Regions from separate parts of the Zea mays genome. Here region 1 is linked to region 2. A link is a contact called in public Hi-C data. All regions are on one chromosome and are shown on one strand. Each heading gives the region's core, a stretch centred on a gene start, on an enhancer-like site or on the middle of the called end of the contact. The rest is flanking DNA. Distances are from core to core; before and after follow the strand shown. Region 1 holds the start of LOC103646324. Region 2 holds the start of LOC103646317 (C2 and GRAM domain-containing protein At5g50170).

Region 1 (6,045 bases), core at 3,104-5,603, 720 kb after region 2:
AACCCATCAGGCCTCCTCGTGCCGTAAGCTAGCTCGTCACGCCGACGACGCCTGCCTTCTCTCTCCCGTGTAGGCGGCATATTACCGGCATATCTCTCTCCCCTTGCGTCCGCTTCGTCTCTCCCCGTCCCCGGCGTCGCGTCCAAGCGCTAGCGCTACACGGCGGAACGCGGCCGCGCGAGATGCCCGTAATATGCCGTGTGCCGGAGTTTCCGTCTCCGACAGCGTTATTGGTTCATGTTTTGCATTTTTTTGGGGCTGTTCATCCACAATTCAATTTGTTGCTGCTGCTGCATGTGCATGACGTACTGTTGCTCTCCTTTTTTTCTGAGACATCTTGTTGCGCTCCTGCTATATAAATAATAAATCTATACTGATAATTCCAGTGGTCAAGTAATAAGTAATTAATAAGATCCGCTTTTAATTTCTTTATCCAGGCCGCGCATCAACATTACCGGCGCCGTAGTACAAAACAATATATAACACACATATACTACTATTATTCAGTCAGCAGCGTGTGGCGCCGTACGCAGTACGTCTTTCAAGACAACCAGAACGCCTTGCCTTGCCACTAGCTATATTCTTGTTAGCACTTCTGATTTCACGATGTCACTTTAGGTTACAATACACTATCTTTCTTTCTTTCTTTTAGTGTCATTTGCATTGTAATCTTCGTTACTGTCATTTGCTATTGGAATACATGCGCCCCTTGGTATGCTCAGTCTTCTTCGGAATATCCAGGGGTTGATGCGACAACACGCACTTGCGCTGCTGCCTACTCTGTCCGTGCGTACCAAGAGCTAGCTAACCCAACAAAATTTGAAGTAGAACAGAGCAGGACTACTACGAAGACCCTTTATGTAGAGCACGGTGCCGCACCGATATGATCAGGACCGACCAAAGTACAAGAGTCCTGGGAGTGGCTTCCGTTCCGACTACCTGGACGGACAACTTGAAGCTCCCCCTCTCGTGGTTATCTAGGCTGGCCTCGGCTCAGTTTAATAAAGAGCTGAGCTCAGAGCAACTTCAATAATCTAGATAAAATGTTTAGATTCGGAAAAAAAAGCCCCGCTTCAAAACGCATCCAACACATTCGCTGTCTGCTTTTCTTTTTCATCTTGATCGGTATCTCCTTCTCCTCTTAGAGTTTATCTATATTTTTGACTAAAACATTATTTTAGACTGCGTTGTTTCTATAGTAAAATTTAAATATAGATATATAGATATGTAAGCTACTAGAGATAACCTTATATTAGATATATTTGCCGAGACGTACGAACTCGTTATCACCCTTCATCGCACTCTCCAGCCCTCCTGCGTGCATGGAACAGCGGAAAGGAAGAGAAGAAATCAGACTATTGGTTAAGCTACCTTTTATTTAGCTATCTATTTCAAATAGCCTTATACAAAACTCTATTAATTTAGCTATAATTATACATAGCTCGCTAGCTATAACAAGCCAGCCCACAAGCCAAATGAGATATACTTATAGTGTCTCCAACAGACCGTGTATATGATCATACAAAACATTGTTTTGCGCTGTAAACTGTACTGTTGATAGAATAAAGTTTGAAATAGTGAACGAGATGGGAGATGAGATGTCAGAGTGGCTCTAAATGTGGCTCTATGTTAAAAATAGGGCTCAAAAGTCAAACCATAAAACATGCACACCCTATTTTATAAGATTCCACCAAACGATTATAAAGCTCGGTCTCTCGGGTCCTAAGGCAGAACAACGCAAACACATAGCACTACCTCGCTAGCTGAAGGAGTACGAGCGACCGAGCGAGCTATATCAAAAGGGGTCGAACTTATTTTCAACTTATATCTTTCTCGACTTTTTTATTAAGACTATTATATAGGTCGTGCTAACGCTACGATTCCGAGAACATGATGAGTCGATGGTAGCGCGGTGGTGCGATGGGAGGGGGTTAGCGGTGGCGCAAGTGAGAGGGAGGGGCGGCAGGGACACAGGGAGGGGGATAAGGAGGTTGGAGCGGCTGGGTCGCACAGAGGGAGATAGGGACGGGTGAGGAATGATCTAAATAATATTGTTTATTGTATTTGAATAAGGGGAGAAGATTATCCAGTGATCTAAATCTGAGTACAATTTATTTGGTGGATTTAATGGATGTTATGAGTGTGAGGGTGATTTGGTTAGGTAAGTTTTATAAAGTTTAAACTGGTGAATTATATAGTAACAATGATATAAATAAAGTGTAATATTTGTTTTTATCAATTTAATATATGATAAAATAATATGTTGATTTGATATTAAATTTATTTTTTATGAGTTTGGGATACCCTTGTCTGCCGTAGCAAACCTCGTACATTGTACTAGTAGTTTATATTAAACGTCGATTGCCAATCGTGTCTAACACCCTAGTGTTTTCTGTCTCCAGATTTTAAATTTCTTACTCATAATCTGTAAGGAGGCGGTGCAATTTGATCAAAAAATACTATAGTAGTGCTAGTTTTCATCAGTATTAGCCTGCTGCCCTCTGTGAATGATGAGATCCGTCCCACCACCGGACTCAGAAACGAAGGAGCCGGTGTCCAGCAACTCAATCACAGTCGAGGGAGGAGGAGGAAGTGCTGTTCAACACCCGCATATGGAGAGGGAGAGCACGGACAGGGACAGTGCCGACCTGCTCGCCCCGAACGATGAGCGGCCGCGGATGGGGCAATCGCTGATTCGCCGGCGAGATCAAGTGCGCCGGACGGGGGAGCGGACGAGGAGGTGAGCGATCTGGCGCGGGCGTTGACCGCGGTGGCAGGCGCCCCTCACGGGCTGCGCCTGCGCGAGGGCGAAGCGGAACGCCCCCGTGCGCTAGTACAGTGCGCCACCCAAACCCTCTCACTCTCACCCACTGTCATTTACCCACCCGTTGCTGAGAAAACAACCACCTTCCCGGCGGAGGCCACAACCTTGCACCGCCCGGTAACTTCCGTGGGGGGCGAGGGCTTCACCACGAATATGCCCGCCCGTCCCCTTGGCCGTAACTCCGCGACCGCGAGGTCGCTATCGCCTCCGGGTCACGGCGCGACCCGCGTCCCCTTGTCGCGACGCCCTTGGCGCCGCGGGAGAATCTGGGCGTGCTTAAATACTCCGCCCTGAGGTCACCCCGCCATGCCACCACCCGGAGGGACAACTTGGACCCGGACGACTCCCTTTCCCTAACCGGGTCTTGCCATTTGGCGCCAACCGCCCGCGCTTCCTCGCCACCCGGGGTGCTGGGTGCACCCGCCGCCTGGAGCCCGGAGGAGAGGTACGGCTCAGTCCCCGCTCTTCCGCTCTGGACGAGACACACGACCCTGCTCCATCCTCTTTGCTATATTTGCTTTAGCAATATAGCATTGTGCTTCCTCCGTGAGCCTGTCTGGATGCTTGCTCGCTTTTGCTCTGGCACCTGGGGATGCGATCGCAGGTGCCTTTTATCACATGGCTTCTAGGAGTATTCTTAATTTTGCCCAGTAAGTATTTCATCTCATTTTTAAGACTTATTCTGGGTTTATTTAATTTTTACAATATTTTTATCATCTGGGATCGAGACTGTACTTGGCTCGTCGTTGCAAATATTCGATCCCATAGTAATGTGATATGCAAATGCTGTACAACAGTACATGGCATTTGTGACACCTTGTTCAGTTCTTTCCTGTTATTCCTCCCTGGCGGTCTGTTTGGCTAGTAAAATATCGTTGAATCGAATCTGAGTAAAGCTATTTCTTGATGGAGGTGTCTGAATAGAGATGAGCGTGGAATATTTAGTCAGAACAACACCATGGTTAGGTTCATATTTGGTATGGCTACACGTGTCAAATAAGTACGCCGAGTTCAATTCCATTTTATGTCTTCTTCTACAATGCCGAGCCACCTTGAAAAGCCCTAGACTAATTGCGCCACATTGATATGAGCTAGTACATTATGGAGCTTGATGTTATTTTTTATAGTACAATTTGCTGACCTATATGATATATCTGCCTGTTACTTTGGCTTCATGGTCTGCATGCAGTATATGGCCAAATAGGTTTCTCATCTTGCTATTCATCATGTCATATTAAAGTGACACCACAACCACTTCGCAAAAAAATATCTAGTAATTACATGTTAGCCAACAGGCTAATGCTCTAATCATTAACATTTCTATTTTCTAATTAGTATCATTTCATATGAGGAAGCAAAACTACAACCTCCTAGTGGCTACTTGATATGTTAATTACGATAGTAGCTGACATATCCTTAAGTTGTAGTTTGGAAAAAAAATAATTAGTTAAGAGCATGGCAAGTTAGGTTCTCCAAATTTCCTTGGTTCACTTGTGGATGCCACAAAAATGAATGTCCAAAGGTGCTAACAGAGCTTTTTCTTCATATAAATTCAGCAGGTGATTATCCAGATCGGCAATAGATCAAATATGGATCCAGGAAAATCAATAGATGATAAATTCAGCAAGTTGCATCCAAGTTTTCCAGTAGACACCAGAATTGGCATAGTTGGAGCAGGGCCAAGCGGCTTATCAGCAGCATATGCACTAGCTAAGCTAGGGTATCACAATGTAACCGTGTTTGAGAGATGTCATAATGTTTCAGGGATGTGCGAGTCCATTGATATCGAGGGTGAGGAACTTGACTAATGCACTCTTGTTCAATTGTTTTGACATCTGTGTATTTATTATCATTGACATTGTTATTCAGGAAGGACATATGATCTGGGAGGACAAGTTATAGCAGCAAACAGTGCCCCTGTTATAACTCATCTGGCAAAGGAACTAGGTTCTGAATTTGAAGACATGGATACACACAAGCTTGCTCTTATTGACAGCCAAACAGGAAACATTCGAGATCTTGAAGTTGCTGAGGACTATGTATCCATGGTTTCTCTAACGCTAAAATTACAGGCAAGTTTTTTCTAGAATAATTTGGACTACTTATAAAGTGATCAAAAGGAATACGATTTTCAGTAATAATAACTAATGGTTTGGTCTACTTCGCACTTCTTTCTGTTGCTTACATGTATGTTCTTTGGTACTTCTTATAGGATGAGGCAAATAGGTCTGGAGGAGTGGGAATTCATGCAGTCAGTGGATTGGCCTCAGATCCAACTCTTGACTTTTTGATGCAACATGGAATAAGTTCAATGCCAAAATCTGTAGTATATGGTTACACTGCTTCTGGCTATGGTTTTGTTCAAGACATGCCCTATGCTTTCATACATGAGTTTACTAGAACCTCTATGGCTGGCAAGATCCGACGTTTCAAGCATGGTTACATGAGTCTGTGGGATAAACTTAGTCAGTCATTACCATTTGAAGTTCTTTGTGGCACGGAGGTTCTCAGAGTCAAGCGTAACAACTGTGTCGCAAGTGTAATTATCAAGAACAACAATGATGATGTAGAAGTTAGGGAGTTTGACAAAATTATATTGTCAGGGGCTCTTCCTTTCAAAAATGGGAAAACATATCGTTCTTTAAGTATGACTGGTAAGTATGATTTAAATTCACCTTTTGTTTGATTGAAGCTGGTACTCCAGCCATCTGAATATATATGCTATTTATCAGATGGAGAAAATGAAGTGGTAGAACTGAATGATCTTGAAAGAGAGCTATTCAGTAAGGTACAGACAATTGACTACTATACTACTGTTGTTAAGATTGAAGGATTTGAGCACATACCAAAGGGCTTTTTCTACTTCGGGGAATACATGGAGGATCCAACAACAGTAGGACATCCAGTGGCAATGCAAAGATTCTTTGCTGACACAAATATTTTCTTGTTCTGGTCTTATGGAAATTCAGCGGACATCAAGGAGTCATATGTGGCTAAATGTGTAACCAATGTTGTGACATCTATGGGAGGAACTGTCCAGAGAGTGCTTTTACAGCGACGATTTAAATATTTCCCTCATGTCAGCAGTGAAGGTATAGGTTGGCAGGGTTGCCTCTGATTATCAAGTAATTCAATTATGCATTCCAACAATAATGATTCTCTGCATTGCAGACATGAAAAATGGATTCTACGAGAAGGTGGAGTCTCAGCTGCAAGGTTTT
Region 2 (5,735 bases), core at 1,599-4,098:
CATCACAGAGTTATCGAAGCATGTGTGTAGTAGTATTACGAGGAATTGAAAACAAAACAAACAATTGAAGAGAAGATCATACCTCTCTGTAACCTTGCCTCTACAAAATGGGTCACCATATTCAGTAAGCGCTGCAATTGGAGGACTAGTACGCCAGCTGTGATCAGCTCTCCGAATGAGTCAGGTAGATCTAGACCACTGAACTCAAGGCCTGCTGGTCCTGACAGAAAGATGTGCACAAGAACATACAGTGCAAACAGCACCGTCGAAACGGCAGTGAAATTGCAAAAGTACCTGTAAGCGAGCCTGATATCTGACTGGCGGTGTTCTACCTGCAATGGCGCCAGCAACTGCTCTTTGCTCATCCCGACAGAACCGGCCACTTCAACAACATGCCTAGACAATACTTGAGCGAAACCCTGGAAATTTTCTCTCAGCCCGTCTCGAACACTCCCCTCGATCACGCTTCTCATCATGGTGCTCTGAAGGAAGTCTACGTTGTATGATACAGTCAGATGCGCGCCTTCTTCGCCGGTCCTGTGGACTATCTTGTAGAGCAGGACGACTGCGAAACAGTTCCCGAAGGGCACTTCGGGAGTACGGACACGAGCCGTGACCACAAAACTCTTGCCGTCTGCTCTAAGGTACGTCTGCTCCTCACTGGTCTTGACGGCTTTCATAAACTTATTAGATGCGCCTGTGGTGTATCGGCATGTCCTAGTTAAGCTAGGAGGATCCGCGCTCTTCCATGTCCACGGCTGCTCCTCGTAGTCCATGGTACCTTGAAGCTCGCGCACGTCTTTGAAGAACTGAGAGTCAGGTCTGAACAGAAGATGGTTCAGCTCTTTCGACCCCACAAGATAAGCGTGCTCAAATATGATGCCGCCGTCGAGATCTTGTGGCAATTCTGGTGTGCTTCTTCTAGATTTCATGATCTCCATAGCTTCTTCGAAGAAGCTAGCAGCAGCATCTGGGACCATACGTTCGGTGTCACTCGCACCGTTTGCTGTTGCCGTAGTGCTAGTCTCCGCTAGGTCATCAACTTCAGTAATTGAATTGCAATCTTCTTGTGTGAAATGCTCAGAGTTATCTGTGTCATGGCTCCTGGGAGAATCAACCACCCCACCATTGTTACAACTTGAATGTTCCATGTCAAGTGATCTCTCCACTTCGGCATCGGTGTGGACGACAGAGTTGACGTTGTTTTCTCCGTAGAGTGAAAAGCTGAGGAGAATTTTCCCTGTTTGAAAGCGATAAGAATAAGATCGTTACGGATAGACCATTCGTGTGAAGTAATGGAAAGTGCAATCATCATACAATCTATGACGCTGGAAAGTATGCCCAGTGTAACCATGAATAATAAGCAATCCTTTACTGAAGAAAGAAATACAATAGCATATACTGAACATCTGAAACCTGAAGACGTCTTGAATTGGATGAGACCTACAAAACTGGATCATATATACGGTTCAGGTACATACTAATCTTCTAATGGAACTAGGGTGCTGTTTATTTCATATTTGTAAATAACTGATAATATTAAATCATATTTGTTTAAGTCCAACCGTAACAGAAAGTGATACCGGCATATTCATATTCAAACTCATTGCCGTTGATTGAATTGCCTAAAGCGTACCATCACCCGTCACTAGCATTTCTATCCCAAGTAAAAAGTGGTCAATCCTAGATTTATGTGCATGCTTTGAACATATTAAATCTGAACCTTTCATCCAACATTTAACGACTGTCGACTAGACGGGCGGGGAGTTTTTCTATAAATATATAGAAAAGAGGTTTTTTTTTCCATAAAATAGGCCAATTTAACGTTGGACGAATAGTCCAGATTTTATTTGTACATTTGGCCAGGGGAGAGGCCGACCAAGAGACACTAATTTAATTTAGTGACAATGAGCTCTAAATTTTAGACTATAAGATTTAAGAATTGGATCGGATTAGAATCGGACTATATTTCTATTTATTTTTTAAACTAAATTTATATAGGGTCCTGTAATTTTGTGAAGAAGCATTTGGATCACGATCCATTGCCACCCCTAGCCACAACACTAGGATCAGCGTTCTATCAGATTAGAACCTGACGTTCCGTACTAAGCATCACGGTAACTAATAATTATCAGACGTATCACGTATGCGACCGACTTCGTAGTCCGTACTCCGCAATCCGACTATCAGAGTACTTGCCAATGACAAACGGTTACTGAAGTTTAGACGCCTGAAAAGCGGCAAGCGGCAGGAACTGGCAAAGACGCATAAGCACAGCACGGCAGAAACGTCAAGCGTATGTATCATGCTCGCGAAAGCAAACTTGTGCACGCACCGCAATCCGCCGCGGCTTCGTCGCCACCGTCGACGCCGACAACGCCCTTCCGCCGTCGCTGCAGCTGCAGCGTGAACCACGTCGGCGGCACGGACCGCCTCTCCCCCGGGGCACCAGCAGCAGCGGTGGCGGCCGGCACGGGCAGCCTGACCGTGCCCACCACCTCCCTCCCTCTCGCTCCCCGCCGCGCCACGGCGACCTCGAGCTCCTCGCCCCCAGCAGCTCCGTCCGACCCCACCGCGAACACGAACTCCTCGTTCCACGCCGCCGCCACTGCCGCGCCGCCCAGATCCGACGCCTCCACCGCCCGCGTCCGGAACCGCTGCTTCCCCACCGTCACCTTCGCGTAGAACAGCACGACGCCGCCGCGGCGCTGACGCGGCGCCGGTAGCCCGCGCGCCTCGAGCACGTACACGTAGAGCCGCATGGCGGTCGATCGCGGTAGCTAGCTATGAGGAGGGACCTTGGCTCGGAATTTAACTATTTAAGTAGTAGGGACCTTGGCGGGCGGGCTGGGAAGCGTGGTTGTAGACTTGTACTAGTAGTTTGGAGGTGGGGGCTGGGGCCCTGCCTGACGTGTGCCGATGGCGCGGGCACGCGGCGGAATGAGCAGCGCGACACGCGGCGCTGGGACGATGAGGCGGCGCGGTTTCCGGTTTGGGCTCGGCGTTAACGTCTTGAGTCTTGACTGACTGACTGAGAAAGTGGGGGAAAGAAAGCTGAAAGCTCCGAAGCTCTTTGGAAGTGTTTGGTTTTTTGAATAATTTTTATTTTCTCTATTCTATTCATTTTAGTCCTTAAATTATTAAATATAAAAATTAAAACTATATTTTAGTTTCTATATTTAACATTTTAAAGATTAAAATAAAATAAAATAAAATAACTAAAAATTAGTTCCTAGACTAAACCCAACACCCCCACAGTTGTCACGGCGAGCCGCGAGCGATGCGAAGGCGTTGCGTTCGCGGCGCGGCTTTGAATTCTTCGGGCCTTCCAGATGTCAGATGACCGTCCGTGCCTGCTCGTCGTGGTGTCACTCGTGTAGCACATGCGCCGGTCTCGTCTCTCCAGAAGTAGAAGCGGATAAAGGCAAGACAAAACCACCATGAACGCATGGCTTGCCAACAGCAATTTTTCTAAGGCTTCTTCGAGGAGCGCCAAGCAGCGGTTTGCCCATCTTCACCGGCGCTCTAAAACAAACATTACTCGATCGTAGCTACATGGCAATAATTTCAAAGCATTTACTTTGTATGCGGAGTCAAAATATTTACAATGGACGTGTTTGCCGCCATGACCCAGTAGCCTGGCTGCACTCCCAGGCTGCAGTTTCTGTGTTTGCGTCGTCTGGATTGTTCGGGAGCCAGACTATGCACGTGCAAATTGAGTCTCTCAGCCTGGCTCCACAGAAACGAGCTCAAGGTCCGTTTCCTGGGAGCCTGGCTGCTCGTGGCGCAAAGATTCCGCGTTTAGGTAGTTTTGGTCTTCTAGCCTGGCTGCATATTGGGTGACAAACATCAGCTCATCTGAGTCAGACTCATATGGTACAAGTGCGCAAACAAAGTGAGTTGCAGTAGCCGGGAGTGGCTAGCCTCAGCCTGGACCAGTTGAACGGGCCGAGCTGGCCAAGGACAGGGTCACAAACACGCCCAATAAGACCGCGCTCAGCAGAGCTGTAAACTGCGCTGTTTATATAATATAAAATCTGGGTCACAAACACGCCCAATAAGACCGCGCTCAGCAGAGCTGTAAACTGCGCTGTTTATATAATATAAAATCTGCTAGAGATAGGCTAAGTACTCCTCTAATAATATCTTCATTGGACATAGGGTATTGAGAGACATCCTCTCAAGTCCCAAGACGATAGACAAACATTGCCAAATGGAAAGAGTATAGTCCAATAAACTCAAATGACGGCAAATGCTTGTAAATCAGAATTTCTTAATAAGATCCAGATCCTTCCCCATAAATGCAATCCATAATCAGAAACAGATCTTTACATTCATAAGCTGGACTACATGTTAGATTACTTCCGGCACTGAGGACGATAATGTACACTACAGGCAATCTAATCTAGTAATCTACAGTAATCAAGATCAGTGTGCTGAGCCCAAAATGCATCTCTCCTTAGACTGAACTGCGTCAGCCACAGCAGAGCATCTAGCTGAAGCAGTGAAGCCAACACCCCAGGAATATGCAGACTGCAGTAGGTAGTCTCATAGGTAGCAGTAGCACAGCCAGCAGAAGAGATTTTTCTCGAAAGACCAACCCGCGCAGAAGAGATTTTTCTCGAAAGACCAACCCGCGCAGAAGAGATAAATCGATAGCTCACTCTCATGTCGAGGCCTGATGCGTAGTGTGAGATCAAACTCATTTTCTACTTCGCCGATCTGATCTTGTTTTAGATCTGGAAAACATCTAAGTGTAAAAACAACAAATTTCAGGAAACATTAATCTTAACGAAATACAATTGGAGCAATATGCAAAACGCAGCTTACTCATCATTTCATCAGCATCAGAAGATCAATTATTCCCCTTTCTTTTCTTTCGCTTCTTTGAGGTGTTGGAGACAACATTGGTTGCTGGTGCAGCAGGTGGTGCTACAGGAGCTACCGCTGGTGGGACTGCAGGGGGGAAGGGTGGGAACACCAAGGGATGCGGGTGCATTGGTACTAAAAACATTCCTCCGGCCACAGCTGCTGAAGGTGGCGCCATAGCCATCATTGTTGGGGCTGCCGCCATTGGAGGAGATGACACCACTGTGACCGAAGCCACTGCTTCAGTCGGAGTCGAAACTGATGTTGTATTGCCAACTTCTTGTGTGGATGGCTTCGAAAACTTCGCCCCTTTTTTACCAGCAGAAACTGGACCCTCTCCAGGCCTCTTCTCTTTTCGAGACTCCTCAAACTTGCGCACTTTCTCTTTAGCTTCTTTCATCACAGAAAGGACGTATTCCATCGCATCAGGGTCAGTAGCTCCCATTTCCACAATGTCAGCAAAGTACTGGTGTCCATGCTTGTAGAGATTGTCCACTTGATCTTCCCGAATGTTTTCTGGTTTTGAGCCCTTCCCTGTATCTTTAGCAGCTTTCTGTGAAATGGGGGTTTCCTTAGGTTCCTCAGGGCATTTGTAGTCCTTTCGCCATCGATCAAGAATATATTTGGGAGGTATTAGCATCACAAGCTCTTGCTTCAAGACAGCAAGAGCATGGCTACATAAAATACCTTTAAACTGGAATGACCTGCAGATGCACCACACTTCTTTCTCAGCACTGTTATACATCACTCTGTAGTCAAACTTCCTCTCCTTTCCAATTACTGTCACCGTGTATGTCACTATTGAACCATTCCTACTGACTTCAGTGCAATTCACATTCATCAGCTGCTTCAACTGATCCTGGAAT

Evidence for each region. A called contact is a pair of places that touch in the nucleus more often than the background predicts.
Region 1: a contact with region 2 is called in a Hi-C map of endosperm, with 2.4 times the contacts expected there. The contact joins the promoter of LOC103646324 here to the promoter of LOC103646317 in region 2. A contact is called at or near these places in 3 of 25 Hi-C or Micro-C datasets (ear, endosperm and tassel).

Annotation. Positions count from the first base shown.
Region 1 is chr2:40,117,879-40,123,923 of Zm-B73-REFERENCE-NAM-5.0, forward strand. LOC103646324 reads left to right here and starts at 4,354. Exons shown (of 7, transcript XM_020548271.2): 1 at 4,354-4,615; 2 at 4,694-4,896; 3 at 5,037-5,478; 4 at 5,557-5,916; 5 at 5,996-6,045. The coding sequence starts at 4,414.
Region 2 is chr2:39,401,318-39,407,052 of Zm-B73-REFERENCE-NAM-5.0, forward strand. LOC103646317 (C2 and GRAM domain-containing protein At5g50170) reads right to left here and starts at 2,849. Exons shown (of 7, transcript XM_008671046.4): 1 at 2,336-2,849; 2 at 83-1,240. The coding sequence starts at 2,762. It overlaps LOC103646318 (protein FAR1-RELATED SEQUENCE 6), which reads right to left. Exons shown (of 3, transcript XM_008671049.3): 2 at 4,831-5,735; 3 at 4,234-4,739. The coding sequence ends at 4,856.